Linked DNA regions of Mus musculus: region 2 is linked to region 1. The links are chromatin contacts, called in public Hi-C maps. All regions are on one chromosome and are shown on one strand. Each heading gives the region's core, a stretch centred on a gene start, on an enhancer-like site or on the middle of the called end of the contact. The rest is flanking DNA. Distances are from core to core; before and after follow the strand shown. Region 1 has its middle 160 kb from the start of A26c2. Region 2 holds the start of Chrna7 (cholinergic receptor, nicotinic, alpha polypeptide 7).

The links. A called contact is a pair of places that touch in the nucleus more often than the background predicts.
Region 2: a contact with region 1 is called in a Hi-C map of the N1E-115 cell line, with 2.4 times the contacts expected there. The contact joins the promoter of Chrna7 here to the enhancer-like site in region 1. A contact is called at or near these places in 4 of 39 promoter capture datasets (cranial neural crest, embryonic stem cells, liver and 1 more), 1 of 484 Hi-C or Micro-C datasets (the N1E-115 cell line) and 2 of 115 datasets of contacts at active chromatin or transcription factors (astrocytes and embryonic stem cells).

What each region holds. Positions count from the first base shown.
Region 1 is chr7:62,977,823-62,983,861 of GRCm38.p6, reverse strand. No RefSeq gene overlaps it. Among named protein-coding and RNA genes, the nearest start is that of A26c2, 160 kb to the right of the region's middle. Within about 2 kb of position 4,166, at least 1 of the 459 cell types and tissues checked has an H3K27ac peak or open chromatin away from gene starts, as enhancers often do. A contact at or near this core is called in the N1E-115 cell line, where this site is marked.
Region 2 is chr7:63,210,968-63,216,795 of GRCm38.p6, reverse strand. Chrna7 (cholinergic receptor, nicotinic, alpha polypeptide 7) reads left to right here and starts at 4,270. Exons shown (of 10, transcript NM_007390.3): 1 at 4,270-4,374; 2 at 4,549-4,688. The coding sequence starts at 4,320.

The DNA.
Region 1 (6,039 bases), core at 2,917-5,416:
GAATTGACAAATGGGCCCTCATAAAATTGCAAAGCTTCTGTAGGGCAAAAGTTATGTTCAATAAGGCAAAAGTTACTGGCAATAAGACAAAAAAGCCACCAACCGATTGGGAAAGAATTTTTACCAATCCTAAATCTGATAGGGGACTAACATCCAATATATACAAAGAGCTCAAGAAGATGAACTCCAGAAATTCAAATAACCCCATTAAAAGATGGGGTACAGAGCTAAACAAAGAATTCTCAACTGAGGAACACTAAAGGGCTGAGAAGGACCTTAAAAATGTTCAACATCCTTAATCATCAGGGAAATGCAAATCAAAACAACCCTGAGATTCCACCTCACACCAGTCAGAATGGTTAGGATCAAAATTTCAGGTGACAGCAGATGCTGGCGAGGATGTGGAGAAAGAGGAACACTCCTCCATTCTGGAGGGATTGCAAGCTGGTACAACCACTCTGGAAGTCAGTCTGGTGGTTCCTCAGAAATCTGGACATAGTACTACCGGTAGATCCAGCAATACTACTCCTGGGCATATACCTAGAAGATGTTCCAACTGGTAATAAGGACACATGCTCCCCTATGTTCATAGCAGCCCTATTTATAATAGCCAGAAGCTGTAAAGAACCCAGATGTCCCTCAACAGAGGAATGGATACAGAAAATGTGGTACATTTACACAATGGAGTACTACTCAGCTATTAAAAACAACGAATTTATGAAATTTTGGGCAAATGAATATATCTGGAGGATATTATCCTGAGTGGGGTAACCCAATCACAAAAGAAGTCCCTTGATATGCACTCACTGATAAGTGGGTATTAGCCCAGAAACCTAGAATACTCAAGATACAATTTCCAAAACACAAGAAAATCAAGAAGAAGGAAGACCAAAGTGTGGCTACTTCGTTCCTCCTTAGAATTGGGAACAAAATACCCATGGAGGGAGTTACAGAGACAAAGTTTGGAGCTGAGATGGAAGGAAGGACCATCCAGGACTGACCCACCTGGAGATCCATCCCATAAACATCCACCAAACCCAGACACTATTGCATATGTCAGCAAGATTTTGCTGAAAAGACCCTGATATAGCTGTCTCCTGTGAGGCTTTGCCAGTGCCTGGCAAATACAGAAGTGGATGCTCACAGTCATCTATAGGATGGAACACAGGGCCCCCAATTGAGGAGCTAGAGAAAGTACCGAAGGAGTTGTAGGGGTCTGCAACCCTATGGGTGGAACAACAATATAAACTAATCAGTACCCCCAGAGCTCATGTCTCTAGCTGCATATGTGGCAGAAGATGGCCTAGTTGGCCGTCATTGGGAAGATAAGTCCCTTGATCTAGCAAACTTTACATGACCCAGTATAGGGGAACACCAGGGCCAAGAAGTGGGAGTGGGTGGGTAGGGGAGCAGGGCAGGGGGAGTGTATAGGGTACTTTGGGATAGCATTTGAAATGTAAATGAAGAAAATATCTAATAAAATAATTTTTAAAAAGTCAAGGAGTATTTATTGTGGGCTAATCTACAGCCTTACACTTACCTCAAAGAGATGCTCAAAGATCACATGGTAGCCTTGGAGCATATTGGCTTTGTGGTTCCAACTCCAGAGAAGAGAGTCTGCTCTGCATCTAACACTCCACACATAAAAGTGTTTGGCATTAACTATCCCACTCCAACCAACACTTGAGTTTCTCTTCTTAGTACACCACAGTTCTGCTCCCACTGTTTGCTGTTCCAGATTCAAGTTGAACATCCTCATGGTCTGTCTTTGTTAGGGGCTATCGTCATTTCAGTGTCACTTGTCTTTATTGAGACACCTTTGTTTTGTTTTGTTTTTTTCTGGTGCAAAAGATTTTCTTTCTGAATCACTAAGAGAAATCATAAGGAGCACTTACTATTGTTGGTGGTGCTGGAGAGGTGGGGCAGAAGGGAAGACTTATTTTTAGGGACATTTTAGGTAACCCCTTATTTTCTGGGAGGCCCTCCAGTTAGTTAAGACGTCCACCATTTGTGATTGGAATGGGGAGGAGCATTATGGGATAGAGAGGTGGTCAGAACTCAGTCTCCCTATCTGTAATATGATTGGATCAGTAGAACAGACTTTTGTTGAGTGGGTCCTACATGGCAGCCATGAGCCTCTGTTGTGATGAAAAGGAGGGTAGGAGACCAACAATGAGGAAACACATGGACCCATTGTTCAGAGACCTCACAGTCAGAAAATAGGGTGTCCTTTTTTGTTTATAATAAAAATCTTAGGCAGATAGCTGTTGCATGCTGTCCAGCAGCTCAGGAGGAGCAGGTTACGCGGCTGAAAGTAAAGGAACTAAACGGACGAGAGAAAGAACGGAACTAAGACAACCAAGTTTTGATTAAAGCTCAATTTTACTATTCAGTGCACCGGGTTATAAAGAAGGGGAAAGGGGCCCATTCCCGCCAAATCATCCTGGAATCCAGTTTCAGGTGACCATGTGTTTGGCTCTGGAACAGCTAGGCGGCAGGCAGCAGCAGTGGGAGTGGCAGACAGCAGCAGTGGGAGTGGCAGACAGCAGCAGTGGGAGTGGCAGAACGATAGGGCGGCAGGCTCCACCCCATGCCCTCTTCTTGCAAACAGTGAAACCTGAGCAAACAGGTTTCAGGCTGGGGTCGTGGGGGGAGGTTACAGATAGCAAACTCTTCTGTAGTGATAGTGTAAGATTTGAAGCTCACTAGACCAAACAGTCACACAGAAAACGATGGACAAATGGTTTTGAAGGCCACTTGTCATGTTAAGTCTTATGTAAAGCTGTGAGCCAAATAACTTCAGAAAGGAACAACTGAGTGGGTTTCATTCTACTTTTGTAAATAGGGTAAGAAGAAGAGAAAAATGAAAATCACATTACTAAAATTTGTCCTTCTGACACTCTACCTCCACCTGTGTTTTCTCAAAGGTGGAGTGATAACATTCAATCTGCTTAGCAATCTTCTCTGAACTTTAATGAATTTTTCATATAACTAAGTCTCTATGCTGTCATTTTGCTGGGTGAAGAGTGATTTAATTCAATGCAGTCTGGTTTAATTATCCTAAAACTCCTATAAAAAGCTTCTGCATATGTTTCTGAACTTTACTTATTATATTTATTATCTCATATCTATGTATGCCTTTATTGAGTTAGAACTAATTTCTAGACATTACTGTTCTGAATAATATACTTTATGCAGATTGCCAAATCAATAAGTTGTCTATGGTGATTTGTATTCCAGATAATGCTCATCACTAGGTCACACTGGAACTATCTCTTCACAGCATGTCATAGGTGTACTATCCCTGTGAATTACTACCCATTTCAAAGGACTCCCTTACACAAACGCACATGTGTGATATAGAATGCCCTGCCATAACAATGGATCATGCAATACAAGAAGAATGGGGAAAGATGTTTCCATCTCAGTAGCACGGGAAAGTGATGGCACTTAATGTCATTGAATGATATCAGGCTTTCAATCTCTCCATCATAATGAAGAAAGAACATGTCATCCCTGGGAACTATAATTACACACAGAGAAAACAAGATGTAGGACGGGAAGGATGAACAGAGGATTCAAAAAACTCACATCCTTTAAATTACTTAAATTTAGCAAAAACATTTAGCTGGTATTTTCACACACAATAAAGTCTCTTTCCCTTTCTGGTCCCTGGGTACTGGCTCAATGGTAGGACTTCTGGTAGAGATGGAACAGCAGGATTCCGGGGCTTGCTCAGTGCCTTAAAACTCTTTGAACAAATTTGAACAAATCAATTAGGTTTCCCATCTGGAACCGGATACAAAAGCTTGCCAGGTCCACCTCACACAATGTTACAATTCCCAGTGAAGGTTGTTATTAAATTAAGAGGTTGTGATTAAGACCAACTGGCGTGACTGTCTGGGCTTGGTTCCCCTCCAGAAATGATTAATGCTAAACTTGTTTAATTAGTTTTTCTTACAGTGATTTTAAAGGCTACTTTCATGAGGATGTTGGACCATGATTACACTTGGCTTCGAGTATTGATGCCTGGACTGTGACCCACTCACTTTTGTAGGTCCAAAGCAGCACCCTTCAGAACTACCCAGAAAAATCAATATTATGAAATGAAATGATCACCCAGTACAGTCATGAATGAAAAGATAGGATATTTTCATTATACAGGGAAGGAGCATGGGTTAGGGGAGACTGAGCTGTTTTTAAAATGACAAATAATTCTCTGTTTGTAGCTACCTCTGTGGCATATGCAGCTATGTAAGCAATGGAGCTATGTAAAATATGTAGGCAATTTGAATATAGTCACATGCTTGGAATGTTTTTTTTTTCCTAAACCTGCTAATATCAGAAGTGACAAGAGTACCTTCTCTTTGCATGAAACAATGATTAGGAAAACCAGGAGTCTCAGGACTAGTGAAGGACTTAGGATGTGAAGATAGGTGTCTTAGTTAGGGTTTTACTGCTGTGAACAGACACCATGACCAACATAAGTCTTATAAAAAAAACAACATTTAATTGGGGCTGGCTTACAGGTTCAGAGGTTCAGTCCATTATCATCAAGGTGGGAGCATGGCAGTATCCAGGCAGGCATGGCGCAGGCAGAGCTGAGAGTTCTTTCTACATCTTCATCCAAAGGCTGCTAGTGGAAGACTGACTTCCAGGCAACTGGGGTGAGAGTCTTAAGCCCACACCCACAGTGACACACCTTCTCCAACCAGGTCACACCTATTCCAACAAGGCCACACCTCCAAATGGTGCCACTCCCTGGTCCAAGAATATACAAACCATCACAATAGGGGACCTGGGATCAGTACTAAAAACAAAAATCATGGGCAGAGCAGGAGATGGGGCACTTAGATTTTTTAATACCTGACTACATTTTCAGGTGTTATGTTGTTGTTATTGTTTTTGTTGTTCTCCTTTTGTAGGCAAAGAAACCAGAGCTTAAAGAAGATCTGAGTCACTGGCAGGTTTTCAGTTTTTGAAAGAGGGTCTTACTAGCTTTGAACTTGTCATCCTCCTTGCTAGAATACAGGACTTATAGATATATGCCACTTGGCTCATGAGTCTTTCGTAGGTGTTTACACACAGTCTACAGGTGTTCAAAGTAGGGCTTTCTGTGCTCTTCTTTTGCCAAATACAATATTCCTCTATGAAAATCTCTGAGCCTTAAAAGAATGATTCACTAATCAAGAAATAGATGAACAGTACCATGGTTTCAAATAAAAGCACTAACATTCTTGAGGCCATAGAATAGCATCATAGCAACAATGTGTATTTGGAGTGCACTGACTGCCAGGTGCTAATCTGAACACTTTCTATATTTTTTAAACAAAATGGAGCACGCACAGCTGCCTGAGCAGTGTAGAAGCTTTTGCAATGACTTGAGGTTCATTTCTCATTCACCCTATAAGTCTTTTGATTTTTGTGTTACCTTTTACTGCCTGGCAGCTGTGAAGAGATATAAAATCACACATTAAATGGCTCACCTACAAACACTGGGCCAGATGCAATAGGACATAAACACAGTCACCAAGCTGTAGCTGGTTTCAGGGGAGCAGCAATTCCTTTCAGGCAAATCAGAAATAACAGGTCATTACAGGAACACTTTCCACATATGTCTCATGCCCTTTACCTCCATCAAACTTAGAGTACCAGAAAGAAGGCTCAATGAGATTAAAGGACCTATTGTAAATTTTAGTCAGTAGGATACAGCTTGACCTATACCCCAGGAATATGCACTTCTTTCATTGTTTATTTATTTTTAATTAACAAATAGCCTAGAAGTAATATTGGTGTTAGTTTCTTTAAAGGCCTGGAAGACTTCTGTGCTTGAATTTATTTATCTCTGGCTGTGTTTCTTGGGGAGATTTTTAAATACTCCTGCTATTTCCATGCTTTTATGGGTCTTTTAAAATTATATATATTTTGCCTTGATTAAACTTTAGTAGGCTGTATATATCTAAAACTTCATCCTTTCTCTTAAAATTTACACTTAATAAAAATTTAAGTGTATCCTCATGATTCTATGTATTTCCTCAG
Region 2 (5,828 bases), core at 3,021-5,520, 230 kb before region 1:
TGAAACATCAAAATTAGTTAGAGGCGTGGAGGCAGCTCTCGGATGGAAATTTGTATCTTTCATTACATTTTAAAGGAAATCTAAGCTCAATGATCCCAGTGTATTCATTAAGAACTGTGTAAGAAAAGCAAATTAAATCTATACTATGTATAAACAATGAGATGAAAACCCATAAAAGGACAAGGTGAGAAAATTAACAAAGAAAATGTTATCTGGGAAGATCAATAAGTCTGATGAACCCTACTGAATGTAATTAAGATCAAAAATTAGGAAACTAATTACTAGATGCAGGAATGAAAAGGAGTTATCACTACATGTTTTGCAGACAGAATGGTGGCATCAAAGGGGTACTGTAATGCCATGCCGCAAATCTATTATTGCTTAAAGAAACAGGTGCAATTCTCAAAATGCTACAAGTTGTAAAAACCTTTTCAGGATGAAATAGAAACTCTGAACTGTCCTATAGCTGTTAAACTTTGTTCTTAACTTAGAAAACAACAGTAACAACATCAAAACAACCCATAAATGTAGGCTCAGTGAGAGACCATAACGATACACAAGCCTGTGGGCCTGATAAAGGTGGAAGGAGAGAACTGACTTCATTTTCACTAAGTTGTCCTCAGACCAAATCTACATGCAGAGTGGAATGTGTCATACAAATATATCATATGCCAATAAAAATAATTTTCTAAGTTTTATAAAGAAACCTTAAGGTTTATAACTCCATTTGCCAATCTTTTCAAAGTTCAAATTAGAAATAATATCTTCTACAATCAATTTGAGAATATTGTGGAGTTGGGATTGTTTCCCAATTTACTCCATGATGCTAATATCATTCTTCACAGAATTAGTGAAATTTTAAGAGGTAAAAATTATACAGCATTCTTTCTTACAGATAGAAATAGATGAAAAATCTTTAAAATTTAGTGGAAATGTAGCAGTAGTCAAATTTATGGTCAAGGTCTCCTGTGGTTTGATGTTTCTTATTAACACTGGGAAGTTTCCAGAATTTGTTTTTGGATGTTTCTGTAGTCCAATATTGCCTCTCTGCTTAATGAAGGGACCCTGCATCCCTAAAAGACCCAGAAAAGATGGTGTTCATCCAGGAAAGCCATCCAATTCCCCCCTCCCCAAGGTAGGTGAGAAATACATCTTGGCAGTGTAGGGCAAAGGGGACATTAACGTTGTCCATTGTGGTCGACATATTTGGTCATTTTATACGTTTTACACATTTTAATTTTACAGGCTTAAAACAATCATCCTACTATCTCAAATTGTTGGTCTTTTGTCTTAGATTTTCTGTTGCTGTGAAGAGACACATGACTACAGCAGCTCTAATAAAGAGAGCCATTTAATTGAAGCTGGCTTTCCATTCAGAGGTTTAGTCCACTGTCATCAAGGCAGGAAGCATGGTAGCATGTAGGCAGACATGGGGCTAGAGAGGTAGCTGAGAGTTCTACATCTGGATTGGCAGGGAGCAGGAAGAGAAAGACCCTGGACCTGGCTTGACGTTCTGAAACCTCAACCCATCTCCAGTGGCACACTTCTTCCAATGAGGCCACACCTACTCCAACAAGGCCACACCTCCTAATAATGCCACTCCCTATGAGCCTATGGGGGCTATTTTCATTCAAACCACCCTAAGCATCTTTCCTGATTAGTTTGTTGTAAAGTCAGCTTTAAGGTTGACTGTGACTCCTCTTATGTGTTGTCTATTCACTTGCATGTTTTTTATTTTTTCTTTTAAAAATTATCTTGCTATTTAACATATATACGTGTTGTGTCTGTATGTCTGTCTGCACTGCATGTGATCCTGAAGAGCCAGACCAGGGCATCAGATTCCCTGGAGCTTGAGTTACTGACTGTTTTGAAGTACCATGTGACTCCTGAAAATTGACCGTGGGTCCTCTGCAACAACAGCTCTTAACTGCTGAGCCACGCCTCCAGCCTTGCTTTTCACTTTGCAATTTGAACTTACTGTGATTTTCTTTTGGAGTCCTGTGTGGGAAGCTGTAAAGCTTCACCCCTATCCCCCCCTTTGCTCCCCCCCCCCCACTAGAGGAGGAATCCTTGAATATAAACAGCACAGGCATTTGATAGCTGGATCTGCTCTAAGCCTGCTAATGCACTGTCGGTGGTTACAGGATTATCTTCTCCCTTTCCATAGCTCAAGCAGAAAACATGGTTCTCTTTCCTGGGACACAATAGAGGTTTTCTAGTCTATTACATGAAAGGGGATTTTGTTTTAGTCTGTGGATTTATGAAGATTTCTTCATCCCTGCTTCCTATCTCTCCTAGGCACAATGTCCAGTTTCCTTGGACTGCATTAAAAGTCTAGACTTCCATCCTTGAGTCTGCCCTTGCTCTGCCTCTCCTTAGGCTAAGGCAGCACCATCAGTTTGTGGAGTGTGTAGGGTTTGTTTCCAGTTGCCTTTATAAACTTGGATACATTGTGTTTCCTTTTACCTTTTCTTTATGCTGAGGATGGGATTAAGCAGTGAGCCTACACATATGAGTAAACTCTATACTCTCAGATTATTTTACACTGCACAGATGAAAGTAACTGGGTCTCATTGAGAGCACTAGGTGCTTTCAGTCTTCTCAGAACTGAGGAACTGAGTTAATGGGTTGTTTGCAGAGCCTCCAGGTGTCTGCCCAAGCATAGGTCATAAACAGGTATTGACCAATTGTCCCACCCAAAGACGATTATTTCCTTGGTTGCTGATCTTACAGGGCATAGCTTTAGTGGTATGTTTGGGGGCCCCTAAATGTGACTCCCCAACTCAGTAAGGATGTAATCATGGTTTCTGTAATGTGATCCCAGTTGGCCACACTCAGGAGAAGTTGGTTTTCCTGGCTTATCCCTCTGTAGTGCTAGCGAGGGCTCTTAGGCACTTTCAGACTGAGAATAGAAGAGAGAGCCCTTCCATCCCACCACCAGTGCAGATGGTTTTCTGCTTCTAGCCGATGCTGTGTGCTTCCCCTTCTCTGATGTTTTTTTTTTTTTTCCTTCTCTCCTATCTTCCTGGCAGTGAATGCTTTACAGCTCATTCCTTCACCAAGTGCCTGCTTTGTGATGTTCCTGCTGTTGGACATAGGATGAGGAGTACCCAGGTGCCAGATATACACCCAACTGTTTGCCACATGCCTCTGCCTGCTGTCCCCTTCCCATGTGGAATACTGGGTCTCCTTTGACGGGAGCCCTGGTCAGTTGTCTGTCTTTTGTTTTTTTGTTTTTGCTTTTTTTTTTAAATGAACTTTCTCCCAAAACAGTTTTCCCCCCTTTGCTCTTAACCTGAAGCTGTGAAACCTTATACCAACTCTTTATACTTCTATTAGTAATCAACATGGGAATCCTTCAAGATACTCATTTCCAGGGTATTGCATGCCACTGCTCCTGCAAACCAAGCAGCTGGAGTCACTATCCCCTTCCCACCACTTCCAGTTTAGTCACTTTTTTTTTTTTTTGATAAGCCTGTCCCTCTTTTTTAGTGTTGTACTTTCTAACCCATTGGAGCAACAGTCTGATGACACAGGTGTTATGGAGTCTGTGGGAAGAGAGGATGGATTCCGCTAACGGAAACCAGAGTAGTCATCAAGGTGTGCTTTCTGTACTTCCGGGGACAAATGGGGTAGCCTAACTCACTTCTGACTGCTCTCATTAGTACCATCCTCCCAATATGGCAGCAAGGAAGATACCTCTAGACCAGGGTCTCTGTGGCTGATCTCCCTCAGTCCTTACTTGTTCATTTACTGTTCTTTGAATCAAAGAGGCCGACAGAATCAAGTTTTGGCTTGTCTTTTCAGAAAGGGATTGGAGTTAATGTTCCAATTTTCTGAATCTGTTTTAAAAGAAAGTGAGACTAGGTCAGGCTTTCTGCTGATAAAGTATGTTATGCCTCAGGAAGGAGCTAATCGCTGGAAACACCAGGTCTTGCAGGGAAAACATAGGCTTACTCCTGCGTGGTCTACCTTGTCTGGCTGGAGAAACTTCTGAGTTTGCGATGCAGATTCTGGTACCAGAGAGAGTCCTGGAGGACTGGGTCTGAAAACTGTTACTGGTGTGAGTACAGAGCACAGTTGGTAGCAGGAGCAAGTAGCTCGGGGTCAGAGGCCATCAACTAGCTGAGCAGGGATGCAGTTCCCGGGGCGGCCACGGAGCTGCGCGGCTCAGAGAGCGCTCGCGAGGCGGGGGCGCGCTGTCACGTGTGGGGGTGCGCGGCGGCGGCGGGCGCGCGCAGCGCTTTAAAGGCGCGGAGGCGGCTGGAGCGGCAGCTCGGCCCCGGCGGACGGCGGGACACGGCGGCTGCTCCGGCGACATGTGCGGCCGGCGGGGAGGCATCTGGCTGGCTCTGGCCGCGGCGCTGCTGCACGGTAACCTCAGCGCGGCTTCGGCCCTACTCCCCGCGGCGGGCTCCGGGGAGCAGACTCCGGCGGGCAGGCGGGCGGGCGGGTGGTCCCGGGTTGCGGCTGGGCGGCGGGGCTGAGATGCTCTGGGGCGGGGTGGCGGCCCCGTGCTGAGGCCCGCTGGGCGCTCTGCTTCCTAAGTGTCCCTGCAAGGCGAGTTCCAGAGGAGGCTGTACAAGGAGCTGGTCAAGAACTACAACCCGCTGGAGAGGCCGGTGGCCAACGACTCGCAGCCGCTCACCGTGTACTTCTCCCTGAGCCTCCTGCAGATCATGGATGTGGTGAGTCTGGCGGGGCGCTCGGGCCACACACCCTCCTGTCCCGGACCAGGTTGCGCTTCGGGCAGGACCCCCAGCCACCTGTGCATGGGTACTTGGGTCGCATCTTTCTTTTAGCTAGAAACTCCCGGCCAAAGTGTCCTAAGCTGGGAGTCAGTAGCAGGAACAGGCTTCCTTGGTCACTTTCAGACTCCCTTAGAAAGAAAACTAGTGCAGCTCTGCGCCCGGAGCCCGGAATAGTTTAGATACTTACAAGCTTTTCTTCCTCTTTAGTGACTGCGTAGTGCCTTGGTGGGGGCCTGGCTTTTCGGCTGCCAATCTGTTTGGGGAGAAGGCCAACTGTAGGTGTCTAGAAGCGTTCCCATTAGGGGGATGGTCATTGGTTTTATTTTGTGGAGACGACAGTTGTGGGCGATCCTTTTTGGAGAATTCCAGGCAGCTAGTAGCAGTCCTCTGGACCCCTTGCAGCAAGCCACACCCCTGCAGTATCTGTGACAGCTTGGTTTTTTTCTTCTGCCAGCTGGGCTACTTTTTACGATTTTTTATAGGTGGAGTCTTCCAAATGATGCCAATACTTAGAAAGTGTTCCAGTGTCTGTTCTCTAGGTGGGTAAGGCTGGAGCAAAGGGATTTTTGTGTTCATCAGGAGAAACTACTGTGAGCAAAGAGGTACCAAAAGAACTTTGGTAAAGTGGCATGGCAGGTGGTACTTCCCACTCCTGCCCTCACTCCTAGGCTGTTCCTTTTAATCTAGTTAGTTCTCATGATGAATGGCTTCTCACTTCATACTATACCCGTTAAATCTGCATCTCTTCCCATGACAGAATCCTACTTTATTAAGTGTGCACTGCACAGTGTGTGTGTGTGTGTGTGTGTGTGTGTGTGTGTGTGTGTGTGTGTGATTTATCATGAGAGATGTAGAAGACAGCTGCTGCCTCGTGGACGATTGTTTTCTAAGTTTACAGAGCACAGACTACAGGGAAGGAAGAAGAAGAAGAAATCTTGTTGGTTTGGAGTCTGAGTGACAGACAGTGAGGAGGAGATTCTGCCATGGAGCAGAACATAGTTCAGAGAGAAGTGGAGGAGGGAGGCAGTGAGGGGGAGGAGGTGCAAAGGCTCCTGGGCATTTGGGTAGGGTAGACCT